Regions from separate parts of the Sus scrofa genome. Here region 2 is linked to region 1. Evidence: chromatin contacts called from public HiChIP or PLAC-seq data. All regions are on one chromosome and are shown on one strand. Each heading gives the region's core, a stretch centred on a gene start, on an enhancer-like site or on the middle of the called end of the contact. The rest is flanking DNA. Distances are from core to core; before and after follow the strand shown.

Region 1 (3,883 bases), core at 104-2,603:
CGGAGACGTGGAAGGACGTTGGGCTGGAGCCTCTCTGTGCCTGAGATGCGGGAGTCCCTGCAGCGGCCTGCTCCTCTCTGGGGAGAGAGCACTCAGAGGACACCCGCCTGGGCCTCGTTAGGACAGGAATTCTGGTATAAACGGCCTGTGTCTGAGTCCCCAAGGGGCACATTAGAAGGAGGCCCTGGTGTGCCTGGAAATCCACACACACACTGTTTTTGTGCCACCAGCGCCAGCCGGGCATGTTTTGCAGCCGTATCATCCGTGATGGGATTTAGGCCAATAACTGCTTTGGGGGCAAGTCTCTTAACCTCCCTGCATCCTGAGGTTTTGTCGAATTTTGGAAAGTTCAGGAATGTGAGGAACCGTGCGGTGCACGTCACAGGAGTGGTTATAGGAACGGATGCGCGTCAGCACTGACCCTTCCCACGGCAGACGGCTGCCGGCGGCCTAATGAAGTAGTGGAATAGTAACAGTTTTTGAAATAATATAAATCTTGGGGGCAAAAAAAAAAAAAATGCTCATTTGTCAGCATGAAGATTTAGAAATAGGATTTTGATATAAATAGGCGAAATAGAGATCTTCTTAGGCGAAACCAGTAGACGAACACGCCTCATGTCACACAAAGCCATCCCCACGCGTCCCCCCGAACCCTGGACCCCCTGCGCCGCAAGAGACCAGCCTCTCCCTCTCATGTTACACGAAGGAGAAATACACGTATTTACCAGCCTCGTGTTCATGCAAAGGAGCAGCGTCGCTGTGTTGCTTCAGGTGGGGATTCAGGGTGGCTTTTTCCAAGTCTGCCCTGAGGGAGCGGGAAGGACACCCACGCCTAGTAGCTGATAATAATATTAAGAGAGAACGTGTGCCACACCCTTGTTATCAAACCTGACAGCCACCCTGTGGAATGGGGGTGCTGCTGTTTCATCGCCCTCTGTCACTCCGGGAGCTGGAGTTCAGGCGACTTGCCTCGGCGGAGCCGGAGCTTGGGGGGTCCCAAGAAATGGGCCGTGCGCCACACGCCTCTTTTTCCACCCTCGCGTGTCTCGCCGAGAAGGGAGAGGCTGGTCTCTTGTTGCACGGGGAGTTCGGGGTTCGGGGTGATGTGTGCGATCGGTGGTGATGGCCACACCAAGGACTCGACGGCGTCTGTGATGTCACGTTAGGGGCCACGCGCATCGCATCTCTGACGCCTAAAGGCTTCTCTACGGAGGGACGGGTAGGGTCGAGATGCAGCGGATGATGATCCCCAGCTCTTTTGATCATTTTCAAGATTTGTCTTATGACTTGTCTCTGACGGGAGGGCTGAGCAGTGAGCAGGAAGCTACTTCAGGACTCAGGGAGGGGCGGGGTCTGCCTTCTCCAGGGTCAGCACTGCTCACTCGTGTCACCCCAGCTGTCTTCAGGGTGCTGTGTGGGTGCGTTATGTGCAGGATTTGAGTCTGGCGTAAGTGCACATGTGTTTTTGGTTTTTAAAATCCTACTTTAGGCAAATATTGGGGCATATACTGGGTTACGGATATAAGAAAAGCATTCCCCCCCCCCAAGTGAGGCTTATATTTCTTTGTTTTCTTTAAACAGACCAATAGCATGTGTTTTACAATGAAGACGTCTTGTGTGAGAAGAAGATATAGAGAATTTGTGTGGCTGAGGCAGAGGCTCCAGAGTAATGCATTGCTGGTGTAAGTGATTGAAAGAGCATATCGAAGAGTCTTTTCTTTTTTTAATGATTTTTATTTTTTTCCATTATAGCTGATTTACAGTGTTCTGTCAATTTTCTACTGTACAGCAAGGTGACCCAGTCACACATACACATACATTCTTTTTTCTCACATGATCATGCTCTGTCATAAGTGACCAGATATAGTTCCCAGTGCTATACAGCAGGATCTCATTGCTTATCCATTCCAGAGGCAATAGTTTGCATCTATGAACCCCAAACTCCCAGTCCATCCCACTCCCTCTCCCTCTCCCTTTGCAACCTGCTCTCCAAGTCCGTGATTTTCTTTTCTGTGGAAAGGTTCATTTGTGCCATATGTTAGATTCCAGATATAAGTGATAACATAGGGTATTTGTCTTTCTCTTTGTGACTTACTTCACTTATATTGAGGAGTCTTTTTTTTTTTTTTTCTTCTTTCTTTTCTAGGGCCTCACCCACAGCATATGGAGGTTCCCAGGCTAGGGGGTCTAATCGGAGCTGTGGCCACTGGCCTACGCCAGAGCCACAGCAATGCAGGATCTGAGCCACGTATGCGGCCTATACCACAGCTCATGGCAATGCTGGGCCAGGGATCAAACCTGCAACCTCATGGTTCCTAGTCAGATTCATTAACCACTGAGGCATGACGGGAACTCCAAGGAGTCTTGATTATTATAGTCAGTATTTAAAAAAAGATTTTCTGTATAGTATGGGGAACTATGTTCAGTATTTATAATAACCTAAAATAGAAAAGAATCTGAAAAATACCTGAAACTAACACAATTTTGTAAATCAACTACCATTAAAAAATTGAAATGTATTAAGATATCTAAATATGAAGGATTTTAAAGGCTTTCTTCTTTTATTTATTAATTTATTTTTGCTTTTTAGGGCCGCACCCATGGTATATACCATGGTATAGGTTCCTAGGCTGGGGGTCAAATCGGAGCTACAGCTGTCAGCCTGTAGTACCACAGCCGCAGCAACACTGGATCCCCAGCCCACTGAGCAAGGCGGGGATGGAACCCGAATCCTCATGGATACTAGTCAGATGCGTTTCTGCTGCGCCACAATGGGAACTCCTGTAGGCTTTCTCCTTGATTACATCATAGGAGAATGTACGATGGTTTGGTTAGGTTTTTGGCTACTGAATCTGAATCCTAAATTTAGCACTTGAATTATACTAACTTTTATAGAGCATTGACCATGTAAGACCTCAAAAATGTTTAAAAATGCTTTTTCTTTACATTGATTTTTTTCATACCCTTATTATTTATATAACATAACCATGTAATATATATAATACTATATAATAGTTGTGTGATAATTATGCATAATTTACTTTCATTTTGGAGGGTTTCTGTAACTAAACTGCCTTGATTTGATGATTAAAAAAATTTTTTTTCTTTCTCATAAGACAACTGCCAGAACTTCCATCTAAAAACCTGTTTTTCAACATGAATAATCGCCAGCACGTAGATCAGCGCCGTCAGGGTTTGGAAGATTTCCTCAGAAAGTAAGTGTGCAGAAACTCTTGTGACGGGACAGGAGATGTGAGCAAAGTGCTTTGCAAGAGTCGAGTGTCCTATGAGCCAGTGGGGGAGAATGTTAGCCCTGCTGAAAGGCTAATAACTGCTGCAGGGCGAAGCTCAGTAGTTCATTTCCTGTATTAGAGCGCCATCTTGTGGCTCACATCCTATGATGCATATTTGGGACCAGACCTTCCAAAAAGAGAACAATAAATATATGCTCCCTTAGGCTATAAAGCAGAGTCAAATTGCTTGGGAGTTTAGCTGACAAAAGTAAAATTTGCCGGGAAACAAATGTGCCTTATTAAAAAGGCACTTTTTAAAAACTCCCTTTATTTACAACATTTAGGATTGACCAAAATTAGCTCTACAATGGGCTGCTAATACCCTTCTGGGCTCCTCTAAATGAATCGTTTAGTGCTGCTCTTTGGAGAGAATGTTTATAAGAGCGTATTTATTGGTGTTGGAATAGTCCCGGTGGGTTAATAACTCTGGAGTACTTGGTGATGGTTGGTGCAGTTAAAGTGACTTGAATTCACGCTGCTCTGATTCCTCTTTTTTCTCCACTCTGGAATGCTGGAATACCCATCCCATGGGACAGTACTCTGGTTTGCACACGCCTCTGAAGCCAGACGGCCTGGGTTTAAATCTTGGT
Region 2 (3,830 bases), core at 83-2,582, 200 kb before region 1:
TCAGGGAGACAGTGTTAGGACTTGCGGTCCTGTCCACAGCAAGGCATGTGAAAAGGACACACATGCAGCCAGATCTCGGGGGAGGTGGAACTGCCACAGCTGAAAAGTGGCCCCTCTTTTTTTCTACCCTGTGTCCTTTTTCTTATGTCCCTCAAATCTAGGTATGAATTAAACACGGTCTGTGATGACACTAGACTCCAAACTCCTCAATTCCTAAGAAGAGAACCAGTTTGTCTCTCCCAGGAACACACACCTGCAGTCTGCCCAGGGCGGTTATTTTTGAGTCACTCTCCAGTTGGCTGTGGCTGACCTGGGCACAGAGCCCATACAGCTGCAGCCGGGCTCGGGGCAGGTAAGTTCCCCAAACCTGAGTGACCCCTACAGCTTCAGGAAGTTCGATCTCAGAGGAACAAAGGGACAAATACAGCATGGATTTGGGCACGAGGGAACAATGCAGGGAGCCAGCAAGTAAAACTAGGACACAAGAGGGAGGCTTAATTACAGGAAAAAGCAGTCGGCGAGGGTGGGGCACACAGAGAGGGCAGGACTGGGAATACCACTGGACAGTCACCTCTTGCGGAAACCCAGCCCCAGAGCCCTGCAGAGGGTAGCAAATCAGTAAAGATTGTCTGGCTGTTTAATTATCTCAGCAGCTTATTTCGCTAAGCCAGGTCTGCCTCTGCCTTTAAGGAGGCAGCCTCCTGCATCCGAATCACGTGGGGAGCGTGTTTAAAACACAGATACCAGGCTCCAAAAGAGCCAGAAGGAATCCTGAGCTCTTGGTTTGGGCCCGGGACTCTGCCACCCTGTGGGCTGCTCTGCTGTGGATGTGAGCCAATCTTGATCTACTGAGAGACGGTTGCATCCTGGATTCCGTTTGTCGGGCACTTCAAGTTCAAATGAATTCTTCTCTGGTTGAACAAAATGACCCATCTTCATATAAAGGCACCTGGCATGGATGGTCCACTGTTTAGGGAGATTGATCCATGGCAGAGGTTATCTCGCTCCCTGCCCGCACCCTGAACCGGTTTACCCAGACTCTGTCTTGCACACGGGCCCCAGGTGCAGGGCTGGCAGTCCCAGTTTCTGCCATAATCCCAACCGCAGGCTCTCAGCCCCACCCTCCATCTCTGTGGCTGGTAATTAGGTCCTCGTTTCCAGACCTGACATCTTGGGCCCAACCAGCCCTGTTCCTAATTGTTCCCTGAACGTGCCTGGAGCCAGAGCCGGAAGTGAGCGCTGTGGCTCTGCCAACCTCCAAGTCCCAGCACCCTGGGCTCACCCTGTGGGTCCAGACCACAGGAATGGAAGTGGCCTTCATTTCCCCTTACTAGTTTCTTTTCCTCATTCAGATGCAAATATTTATTGAGCAACCCCTGTATACCAGGCACTGAGTAACCAAAGAGAGAGAGTCCTTGGAATCTCAAGAGTCTCCAATTCTCTAAAACAGTAGTGGTTGGGATTGTTTTTTTCAATTTTCTGTTTTTCATTTTGATGATAATCTTTTTTTAAGAAATTAATAGCCTGCCATATGATTTAGTGTATATTATTTATATTTGTGAATACATTCTTGTCACGTGAACAATGAAGGATCCGACATAATTTGAATCAGTAGTAGCGTGCCAAGTGTTTTGATGTGCAAACTGAAAGCCGCCTTGTAGTAGCCAGAACCACGTTCTCATTCTGTTCTTCGGTTCTATTTTGCACTCTGCTGGCTGGCAGAAGTTCGTTTATTGTGACTGTAGCAGAGAGTGAACAACGGAGGACTTTTCCGTTCCTCCCGGTGGCAGTAATGCATCGAGACACTCACTCAATGCCCATTTCCAGGATGTGGCAGTGCTAACCTTACTTGTGAATGAACGAGACAGTTCCACAGAGGTAGCAAGTGGCATTTCATTAGAATTGGCCCTCCAGGAATGCTTAAGGGTAGAAGTTTAATTAACTATGAGGTCTAATTCTACATGAGCAGATAAGGCCAGGGCATCCTCTGCTTTAGCAGTGAACCCCAAGGCCAAAGCAAATGGAGACCTGGACTTGAGACCACATCCTCCCTTTATAAACCCACCCCAACCGACTCGTTTCAGAACAACCGATTGTTAAATCAAACGACCGTGGCTTATGAATCATACTGATTTTGCAGATTCTTGGGCTTCATTCAGACGTGGACTCTGTTTTTATGATAACGGGCCAAGGGATAGCTAGTACCTGCGGAGAGCTTACTGCCTGCCAGGCCCTGAGCTAAGCTCTTTCCATTGATTCGTTCATTTAATCCTCACCAGAACCCAGATAGGTGCTATTAGGTGCATTTCCCAGCAAGTTAGCTGAGGCGCAGCAACAGTAACTTCCTAAGGTTACATACCAAGGAGGTGGTGGCTCTAGGATGGGAACTAAAGTGGCCCTGGCCCCAGAGCCTGTGTGCTGAACTGCAGCACTGTACTGTTTTATAATTTTACTGTTATGTGTGTATGATGGGACTGGCACAGCATGGTATATACTGTCGACTCTTGAACAACACAGGGGTTGGGGCACCGACCCCCTGCGGAGTTGACAATCCACTTAAAACTGTGCAGTCGGCCCTCCACAGATTCAACCAGCCTCCCATCGCATAGAACGGAGGTAGGTGTTTATGGAGAAGAGCCACATAGTGGACCCGTGCAGTCCACACCCGCGTTGTTCAGCGGTCATCCATACGTATTCCAGGATGCGACAGTGCTAACCTTACATGTGGAAACAGGAATACGGAATTATATAAACACTACGTGCAGAAGTTTACATAGCTTTGTATTTTTACATACTTGGTAATTACAATAACCACCATTTAATCCAATATTCAGCTTGGATTTATTGAGGCATAACTGACATACAATATTATATTGCTTTCAGGTGGAGAACATACGGATTCGTTACATGTATGTAATGTATGCATATTGCATATATTGTGAAATGGTCACCACAATGTCTAGTGAACACAGAATTTCTTTCCTGATTTAAAAAAAACAATGTTCTGGAGTTCCCATCATGGTTCAGTGGAAATGAATCTGACTAGTATCCGTAAGGACACAGGTTCGATTCCTGGCCTCACTCAGTGGGTTAAGGATCCAGTGTTGCAGTGAGCTGTGGTGTAGATTGCAGACAAAGCACGGATCTGGCGTTGCTGTGCTTGTGGTGTAGGCCAGTGGCTACAGTTCCGATTGGACCCCTAGCCTGGGAACCTCCATATGCTGTGGGTTTGGCCCTAAAAAGACAACAACAACAAGTTCTCTGGTCGATTCAAGTGAAAGAAATTCTGGTTTAGTGGTTTCTGCTCAGGGTAGCTGGCCCCCTGCCTAAATCCCAGTGGTGACTTTGCAAGAGGAAGGGGCTCTGATACCCGCTTAGCTCTGCAAGGCTTCCTGTTCTTCCCGCCCCCCTCTCCTCACCCACCAGCCCCAGCGCCACCCCTGGGAGGTCCCGCTATGCACAGACCCTTGAACGCATTCATTTCTCCTGACTCTTAAACATTCCCAGTGCTTAGACTCCTGTGAAGGATTCTGCTGTTAGGTCAGATCTGCCGGTACAGATGGAAGCTGGAGTCACGGATGACTTTACAGTCTTTGAACTCAGTATATTGCTGAGCCCAGCCCACCTCTGCCCCACACTCACGATCTGCAGTCCAGATGCTTCTCCTCTGGCTCAGTCGAAGCTTCAACAGTATATGTCACTTTAGTCCCAAAGTCCCCAGGTCACCAGGGTATTATTACAGAAGTGAATTACACTATTAAAACTGCATCTCAAGGAAGTCGGGAAGATTCAGCAAGAAATGCTTCTGTTCTGCCCGAGGGCCCACGAAT

What was found. HiChIP or PLAC-seq counts read pairs in DNA pulled down with a chosen protein or histone mark.
Region 2: a contact with region 1 is called in an H3K27ac HiChIP or PLAC-seq map of alveolar macrophages. The contact joins two enhancer-like sites. A contact is called at or near these places in 1 of 5 promoter capture datasets (liver), 13 of 47 Hi-C or Micro-C datasets (adipose tissue, alveolar macrophages, blood and 8 more) and 1 of 2 datasets of contacts at active chromatin or transcription factors (alveolar macrophages).

The regions. Positions count from the first base shown.
Region 1 is chr18:46,073,586-46,077,468 of Sscrofa11.1, reverse strand. SNX10 (sorting nexin-10) reads left to right here. Exons shown (of 7, transcript XM_021079049.1): 4 at 1,582-1,682; 5 at 3,117-3,215. Among named protein-coding and RNA genes, the nearest start is that of SNX10, 67 kb to the left of the region's middle. Within about 2 kb of position 1,353, at least 4 of the 83 cell types and tissues checked have an H3K27ac peak or open chromatin away from gene starts, as enhancers often do. A contact at or near this core is called in alveolar macrophages, where this site is marked.
Region 2 is chr18:46,278,438-46,282,267 of Sscrofa11.1, reverse strand. No RefSeq gene overlaps it. Among named protein-coding and RNA genes, the nearest start is that of NFE2L3, 30 kb to the right of the region's middle. Within about 2 kb of position 1,332, at least 11 of the 83 cell types and tissues checked have an H3K27ac peak or open chromatin away from gene starts, as enhancers often do. A contact at or near this core is called in alveolar macrophages, where this site is marked.